2 separate regions of the Mus musculus genome follow, and region 2 is linked to region 1. Evidence: chromatin contacts called from public HiChIP or PLAC-seq data. All regions are on one chromosome and are shown on one strand. Each heading gives the region's core, a stretch centred on a gene start, on an enhancer-like site or on the middle of the called end of the contact. The rest is flanking DNA. Distances are from core to core; before and after follow the strand shown. Region 1 overlaps 2310022A10Rik (RIKEN cDNA 2310022A10 gene). Region 2 overlaps Sptbn4 (spectrin beta, non-erythrocytic 4).

What was found. HiChIP or PLAC-seq counts read pairs in DNA pulled down with a chosen protein or histone mark.
Region 2: a contact with region 1 is called in an H3K27ac HiChIP or PLAC-seq map of embryonic stem cells, with 6 read pairs. The contact joins two enhancer-like sites. A contact is called at or near these places in 1 of 39 promoter capture datasets (embryonic stem cells), 2 of 115 datasets of contacts at active chromatin or transcription factors (both in embryonic stem cells) and 2 of 9 other capture datasets (adipose tissue and liver).

Annotation. Positions count from the first base shown.
Region 1 is chr7:27,572,111-27,576,326 of GRCm38.p6, reverse strand. 2310022A10Rik (RIKEN cDNA 2310022A10 gene) reads right to left here. Exons shown (of 10, transcript NM_175107.5): 8 at 1,587-1,736. Among named protein-coding and RNA genes, the nearest start is that of Akt2, 17 kb to the left of the region's middle. Within about 2 kb of position 1,941, at least 88 of the 459 cell types and tissues checked have an H3K27ac peak or open chromatin away from gene starts, as enhancers often do. A contact at or near this core is called in embryonic stem cells, where this site is marked.
Region 2 is chr7:27,401,639-27,405,867 of GRCm38.p6, reverse strand. It overlaps Sptbn4 (spectrin beta, non-erythrocytic 4), which reads left to right. Exons shown (of 36, transcript NM_032610.2): 16 at 950-1,700; 17 at 2,930-3,132. Among named protein-coding and RNA genes, the nearest start is that of Sptbn4, 43 kb to the left of the region's middle. Within about 2 kb of position 1,412, at least 13 of the 459 cell types and tissues checked have an H3K27ac peak or open chromatin away from gene starts, as enhancers often do. A contact at or near this core is called in embryonic stem cells, where this site is marked.

The sequences.
Region 1 (4,216 bases), core at 692-3,191:
AGGTTACCCACACAGGACCTGCAGATCAAGCCAACAAGATCAGTCAGGATTCTGCCTGGCAGCTCCAACAGTGAGAGGGAAAAAAAAGACAGGACATGAATGAGATAGGGATATGTTGGTGTTATCTGGTAAGAATAAGGGGTTAGTTTAGGGAAGATCCAATGAAAATATAATGTATACAGTATGAAATCATCAAAGGATAGGGGCTAGAAAGATGGCTCAGCAGGTAAGAGTACTTAATGCTCTGGTACAGGACCCACGTTCGATGATTCCCAGCATACACGTTTGCTTACAACTTTACACAACTCCAGTTCCAGGTTCCCAACATCCTCCCCTAGCTTTCGAGACTGCTGCACGTTACACACATGAACTCACATATGTATACCTATAAAAAGTCACTTTTGGGGGGAGGGCATGGGGGACTTTTGGGTTAGCATTGGAAATGTAATTGAGGAAGATACGTAATAAAAAAAAAAAAAGAAAAAAAAGTAACTTTTAAAGGATGTATTAAAAAATAAAAGACTAAAAATGAAAGAAAAAGACATGACTGGAGGAAATCTTATAGTGATACCTAAAAGATAATGCTCATTGTGCCAAAAAAAAAAAAAAGGGACTGAGGCTATAGGTGGGTGGTCAACTATAGGTGGGTGGTCGAGTACCACCCTAGTATGCTCAAGGTCATACTGCCAGCACCTCAAAACAACTGGCCAGGCGATGGTGCCTTTAATCCTAATACTCAGGTGACAAAGGCAGCAGGATCTCGTAGTCCGAGGCCAGCCTGGTCTACAGAGTGAGCTCCAGGGCAGCCAGGGCTACACAGAGAAACCCTGTCTCGAAAAAAAACTAACAGATTACTCATAAATAAATATTGAAAGGAGGAAAAAGGAGCCTCTATGTGATGGTGTACATCTGTTTGCCTCGGGGAGTGGCACTATCAGGAGGTGTGCCCTGTTGGAGTAGGTGTGTCACTGTGGGTATGGGCTTTAAGGCCCTCATCCTAGCTGCCTGGTAGCCAGTCTCTCCTCGCAGCCTTCAGGAGGAGCAAACTCTCAGCTCCTCCTGCACCATGCCTGCCTGCATGCTGCCATGTTTCCACCTCGATGACAACGGACTGAACCTCTGAACCTGTAAGCCAGCTCCAATTAAATGTTGTCCTTGTAAGAGTTGCCTGAGTCATGATGTCTGTTCACAGCAGTAAAACCCTAAGATTCTCTAAGGACATATTCCCAGTGACCCACCAGGGTCCACAGACAACAGCATGGGTATGGCGCCCAGGAAAGGATGTGCACTATCGGGAAGTTGTAGCAGAACCAGCAGAATGTTCTGAAATATTACCACCATAAAACCGCTACCTCCACAGGCCTCATCGAGCTTGAGCTTGGCTTTGGCTCGCAGTGCCGGTATGCACTGTGGTCCTGCCCTTGGCCAGGTACGGTCACTTACTTTTAAGGGCAGCCATGACTGCCCTTTTGCCCCTGCCCTCCAAGGACAAAGAAGGACATGAGCCCAGCGTATAACCCATGAGCCCAGCGTATGATGGCAGAGCAGAGGTGAGCGCTCTCCCCCTGAGCCCACACAGCCTGTACCTTTTGCTGCCTGCTGCTGCTCCAGGATCTTCCGGGTGCGGGGCGTGGTCCCCTTGGGCATGTGGATGATGTACTTTCCCTCCATCTCAGCCGTGACCCGCCGCCGCTTGGTGGGAACAACCAGGCTTTCCTCCTCCCTGTGGGCCAGAGCTGGTAAGGAGACAGGGGGTCAGCTCCCTTAGGGATGGATATTCTGAGCTGGGGATGAGAGACACCTAGCTATGGTCAGGACAGTTTACCTCTGTTTCCGTCCTCAATTCTGAGAGAAAGTCTCACTATGTAGCCCAGGCTGGTCTCAACTCACAAACTTCCTGCTTCAGCCCCTCAAGGGCTGCTTATGCGCATGCACCACTGCCCAGCTGCAGCCCAGTTTCTCATTGCTCACTGGTGTGACTGGCTTTCATGTGCACAGCTGCCCCATCACCAGACTGAGTCACTGAGGACATTAGTCATCTGATGTGACTAAACCACAAGATGTGCTCGGGATTTGACAATAGTGATGACTTCCCAGGCTCTCTGAGGTATGCCACACCCTGCTTGAATGGCTAAAATGTGGAACCCATGGGGTGGGTGGATTCGAGTCCCATAGGCTGCCTTTGGAGCTGTGGATGCCTGCCCTTTTTGACTTTTTGTTTTGGGCACTCAGCTTTTAACCAGTAATCAAGGGCCATACTGGTTTGGCATGGCGCAGAATTAAATTATACTCTAAAATATTTGTCTTGGGGCTGGGGAGATGGCTCAGTGGTTACAGAGAACTTGCAGAGGATCTGGGTTCAATTCCCAGCACCCACATGGTAGCTCACAACCACCTGTAAGTCCTATCCCAAGGGATCAGATACCCTCTGTGGTCTCTGCTGGCACAAAGCATTCCCGTGATGCAGACATTAATGCAGATAAAATATTCACACTTTACACATAAAACATGTAAAAAAATTTTTAAAAAATGGCATGGCAGCAAAAGCTTTTACTCACAGAGCCATGGAGCCAACCCTAAATTATACTTCTTTTTTGTGTTCAAGACAGGGTCTCACTGTGTAGCCTGAGCTGGTTTGGACCTTGTAATTCTCCTGGCTCAGCGCCCCCACCCCCATTATTAGAATTAACATCATAATCTACCACACCTACTTTATATTTCAACTAAAGACTCCCCTTCAGAGTGTCAGAAGGTAGGCGCACCAGTCTCTCATCTCAGGGCACTGTCATCTCAGCTCTCTAGAAACTGGTTTAACTTTCTGTTTCTCTTTTTTGGTTTGCTGTACCCCTAGCTAGCCTGAAACTCTCTATATAAACTAAGCCAACCTTGAAGTCTGAATAATCCCCCTGCCTCTGCTTTCTGAATGTTGGACTTATAGTGTGTGCCACCCTGCCTACCTTTTTACATTTAATTTTTTTTCTTTTTTTTTTTTTGTTTTTGTTTTTTTGTTTTTTCAAGACAGGGTTTCTCTGTGTAGCCCTGGCTGTCCTGGAACTCATGTAGACCAGGCTGGCCTCAAACTTAGAAATTCACCTGCCGGGGGCAGTGAGATGGCTCAGCGGTTAAGAGCACCGACTGCTCTTCCAAAGGTCCTGAGTTCAAATCCCAGCAACCACATGGTGGCTCACAACCATCCATAACAAAAATCTGATGCCCTCTTCTGGAGTGTCTGAAGACAGCTACAGTGTACACACATTAAACAAACAAACAAACAAACAAACAAATAAATAAATAAATAAAATTAAAAAAAAAAAAAAAGAAAGAAAAAAAGAAATTCGCCTGCCTCTGCCTCTACCTCCCAAATGCTGGGATTAAAGGCGTGCGCCACCACTGCCTGGCTTTACATTTAAATATTTTTATGTTTATAAATTTTTGTGTTGGGGATTGAACCCAGGGCTTAGTGCATGCTAGGCAAGTACTCTAACCATTGAGGTACAGTCTAATCCCAGAGTCTTTTTCTCTTTACGAGACAAGTTCATGCTTGAAGCCCTAGCTAGGTACAAACTCACAGCAATCGTCTTGCCTAGCCTCCCAAGTACAGGTGTCATAGGTGCGAACCACTACACTCAGCAACTGATTTACCTTCTAGTTCAAGGTGCTTCCACAGCACACACCAGGCAAAGATAAGCAGAGGCGTTGGCAGCAGACAGCCTGTGATGGGACTACTGGGCAACCAGAACATGGAGTCCTCCCCACAGCCCTCGGCCTCAGTTTCCATAGTTGCCTTGAGAAACTAGGAATTGGGAATGGGTTGACTATAGTAGGGCAGGAAAGCTGAGTCCCACCCCAGCTTTAAGTCCTGGGCAGAAGATCATCAAAACCCTCAAGCAGAGGCCTGCTGCAGGCTCAAGACCACAAGCTCAGAGGAGCTGGACACAGCAGGCAAGAGGAAGTGATGAGGGCTGGGGCGTGGCTCAGTTGGTTGAGTTCTTGCCTAGCAAGCACAGGCACTGGGTTCAATAGCACTAGCACTACATAAACAGGGTGTGGTGGTCCACGCCTGTGACCTGAATGCGCATAAAGTAGGCAGGAGGAGGAGGAGTTCCAGACCACCCTTGGCTACATAACAATCTCAAGGAGAAGAGGGACAGTCACAGACAGGTCTCTAGTCCATCCCGGAGAGCTTCTCACTGTCTTGAAAACCAGGATATCGGCA
Region 2 (4,229 bases), core at 163-2,662, 170 kb after region 1:
CCTGGGGTCCACAATAGAGCTTCCAGAATTTAGAACATGTTTTTTTTTAAATTACATTTTGGGTGGTATAGAGGGGTCTGAGGCAGAAGGAACTGGAGTCCAGGGTTTCAAGGCAACTTAAAAACCAGAAGTGTACCTGTATCCAGTGCCATCACTGAGGAGACAGAAGCAGAAAGATCACAAGTTCCAGGCTAGCCTCAGCTACCTACTAGGACCTGTCTAAAAAGGGATGGGGTGGGGTGTATATACCTGCAGATGAAATGAGCACAGACATTAAAAAGTAAATTATGGGGCTGGAGAGATGGCTCAGTGGTTAAGAGCTCTTCCAGAGATCTTGAGTTCAATTTTCAGCAACCAGAATGGTGGCCTACAACCATTTGTAATGGGATCTGATGCCCTCTTCTGGTGTGTCTGAAGACAGCATCAGTGTACATAAAATAAATAAGCAATTCTTAAAAAAAAAAAAAGACACACATCATGCCCTCTTCCCCTTCCCCTCCCTCCCTCCCTTCCTCCTCCTCCTCCTCCTCCTCCTCCTCCTCCTCCTCCTCCTCCTCCTCCTCCTCCTCCTCCTCCTCCTTTGACAGGGTCTGTGTAGCCCAAGGAGTGCTAAGATCATAGGTGTGTACTACACCACACAGCCGTGATTCTCTGGACTGTGTGCCCTAGGCAGGCAGCTGTTGTCTGTTTTCCGTCCTCAGTTGCTAATAAACTCTGAAAGATAATGAGATAACAAACAGAATCCTAATATTATTATGAAGATAATTTGGTAGCGCTGGAACGATACATACATTGAAAGTTGTGCTCTAAGCACTGTCCAGAGTGAGATACTATTGATTTAGGCACAAACTGGGACTCTCCCAGGCTTCTGAGCGTCCGAAAACCTGGATTTTACCCTGGGTGTGCGGATTCTCCGCATCCGATCACCCTCTTTCCCGCCCCTGAACAGGTGGAACCGCATCGTGGAGTTGGTGGAACAGCGCAAAGAGGAGATGAGCGCGGTGCTGCTGGTGGAGAACCACGTGCTGGAGGTGGCCGAGGTGCGCGCCCAAGTGCGCGAGAAGCGACGGGCAGTGGAGAGCGCGCCCCGGGCGGGGGGAGCCCTGCAATGGCGCCTGAGTGGCCTGGAGGCGGCTCTACAGGCGCTAGAGCCGCGACAGGCGGCGCTGCTGGAGGAGGCGGCGCTGCTGGCCGAACGCTTCCCCGCACAGGCGACGCGCCTGCACCAGGGCGCCGAGGAGCTAGGAGCCGAGTGGGGCGCACTGGCCGGAGCGGCTCAGGCCTGCGGCGAGGCGGTTGCGGCGGCAGGTCGCCTGCAGCGTTTCCTGCGCGATTTGGATACTTTCCTGGACTGGCTGGTGCGGGCGCAGGAGGCAGCAGGCGCCGTCGAGGGGCCGCTGCCTCGCAGCCTGGAGGAGGCGGATGGGCTGCTGGCGCGCCACGCCGCGCTCAAGGAGGAGGTGGATCAGCGTGAGGAGGACTACGCGCGCATCGTGGCTGCCAGTGAAGCGCTGCTAGCGTCCGAGGGCGCGGAGCTGGGCCCCGGTCTGGCGCTAGACGAGTGGCTGCCGCACCTCGAGGTTGGCTGGCACAAACTGCTCGGCTTGTGGGAGGAGCGCAGGGAGGCGCTGGTCCAAGCGCACGTCTATCAACTCTTCCTGAGAGACCTGTGCCAGGCGCTTGCGGTGCTGCGCAACCAGGTGCCTGATGGCTGTCTGGGGTGCGGGGTCTGGGCTGAGAGGGATTGGGTGTGGGGGCACAGACTTGCTTTGATGTGTTTCCTGGGACCCCTAGATTCCTGCTTTGTTTGGGGGTAGGGAATTAAAGGAGTAGTGGTTTATCTGGAAAATTGAGGTCTGTGACAGAGATAAAAGGTTATGTTGAATGGTGTGGGTTCATGGGGCGGTATATTTTCTATCTATCTATCTATCTATCTATCTATCTATCTATCTATCTATCTATCTATCATCGAATCAAGACAGGGCCTTTCTATATAGTCTTGGCGGTGCTGGAACTCGCTATGTAGATTAGGCTGGACTTGCATTCACAAAGATCCTACTGCCTCTGCCTTACAAGTGCTAGGATTAAAGGCATGTGCCACCACCATTCGCGCATAGTAGCATAGACGACCAGCTTTTAATTTAAAAAATTATTTTTATTTGTTTTGCCTGTGTGTATTCATGCATAAAATGCATTTAGAGTCCTGGGAGGCCAGAAGAGGGCACCAGATCCTTTGGGATTAGAGTTACAGTTATGAGCCACCATGTGGGTGATGGGAATCGAACACAGGTCCTTTGGAAGAGCAGCGTGTGCTCTTAATACTGGAGCCATCTCTCCATCTTCCTATCTTTTAATTTAAAAAAGAATTTATTTTTATTATATTTAACGGTGTGCACCTGTGTGTACACGTGAAGATTCCCAAGAAGGCCAAGGCGATGGAGCCACTGGAGTTGGTCGTTGTGGAATGCGGAATGTGGGTGCTAGGAACCCAACTCAGATTTTTCTGGACGAGCAGTAAATACTCTTAACCAATGAGCCATTTGTCCAACCCTTGCTTTTATGGAGACAGGATCTATGGAGCCCTGGGGGTCTGGAACTCTCTGTACAGACCAGGCTGGCCTTGAACTCTCACAGATCTTCCAGTCTCCACTTCACAAAGTTCTGAGATTAATGCTCTGCTTGGGTTTAGTGGTTTATGAGAGGTGAATTTGAAGTGGCTTATTGGGATTGTGGATTATCTGGAAGGAGCTAGCAAGAGAGGATAATTCATAGATTTGGCAGAGTGGGCAGAGACCTGGGGGAATCTGGAAGGACAGACTGCTAAAAAGAGGGGCCAGCAGGAGTAAAAGACCCTGAGGTGGAACTGTGCCTGAAGCCAACCAGCGTCCTGGGGTGGAGCCAAGCTGACCTGTATCCCTTCCGTTCCCAGGAGGTGGCGCTGTCTGGCGCTGAACTCCCTTGCACAGTGGAGTCGGTAGAAGAGGCGATGAAAAGGCACCGGGATTTTCTCACCACGATGGAGCTGAACCAGCAAAAGATGCAGGTGGCGGTTCAAGCTGCAGAGAGCCTGCTGCGGCAAGGCAACGCCTACGGGGAGCAGGCGCAGGAGGCAGTGGCTCGGCTGCTAGAGAAGTAGGTCCCCGGTTCCAAAACTGTGCCCAGAAAGTGGGGTCTGGGCACCGTAGAGTGGGGAAGGGATACCCAGATCTTTCTTCCCACCCCTATTTCCAGCTTCTCTGCCTTTTCTCGTTTCAATTTAATTCCTTATTTGTTTATTTGTTTATTTAATCTATGTTTTTGGCACAGGGTCTCTTGTAGACCAAATTGGCCTGGGTTTTTTTTACATCCATGCATCCATCTCTCCATCCATCCATCCATCCATCCATCCATCCATCCATCTATCGTGTGTGTGTGTGTGTGTGTGTGTGTGTGTGTGTGTCACAGGACAACTGAACTGGAAGGCGTTAGTCTTCTCCTCCTATTACATGACTATGAGGATCAAACTGGGCGTTTCAGGTTTGGCAGCAAGTGCCTTTACTTCCTGAGTGTTGTCACCTGACCTAGCCTAGAACTTTTTTCATAGCTTGGGATGACATCGAACTCCTAATACTTCTGCCTCCTCCTCCTCATGGGACTAAAGACACACATCATGGGGGCAGGGGAGATAGCTCAGCGGTTAAGAGCACTGACTGCTCTTCCAGAGGTCCTGAGTTCAATTCCCAGCAACCACATGGTGGCTCACAACCACCCGAAATCAGACTCCCTCAACGCCCTCTTCTGGTGTGTCTGAAGACAGCAACAGTGTACTCATTTACATAAAATAAATAATTCTTTAAAAAAAAAGACACACATCATTATGCCCTCTCCCCCTTCACCTCCCTCCCTTCCTCCTCCTCCTTCTTTGACAGGGTCTGTGTAGCTTAGGCTGATGTCAGACTCAAAGCAATGCTCCAGCCTCAGCCTCTTAAACAATAGGATTATAGACATGCCCCACTGTTCCTAGCCATAATGTATTGTTCCGGGTTTGATTTAAATGGCTACTTGGTGAGCCGGCAGGAGATAGCTGGTTCACCAAAAGATACAGAGTTTGAACACTGAGAATCTCAGTCCTCTGACCTGACTAGAGGGACTGAGTCTGGGTGACAGGGGAACCACAGGGTCCTAAATCGTCCTCCCACAAATTCCACAGTGAAAGGCCACACAAAGATGTGTTTCAGATTTCTCCAGGA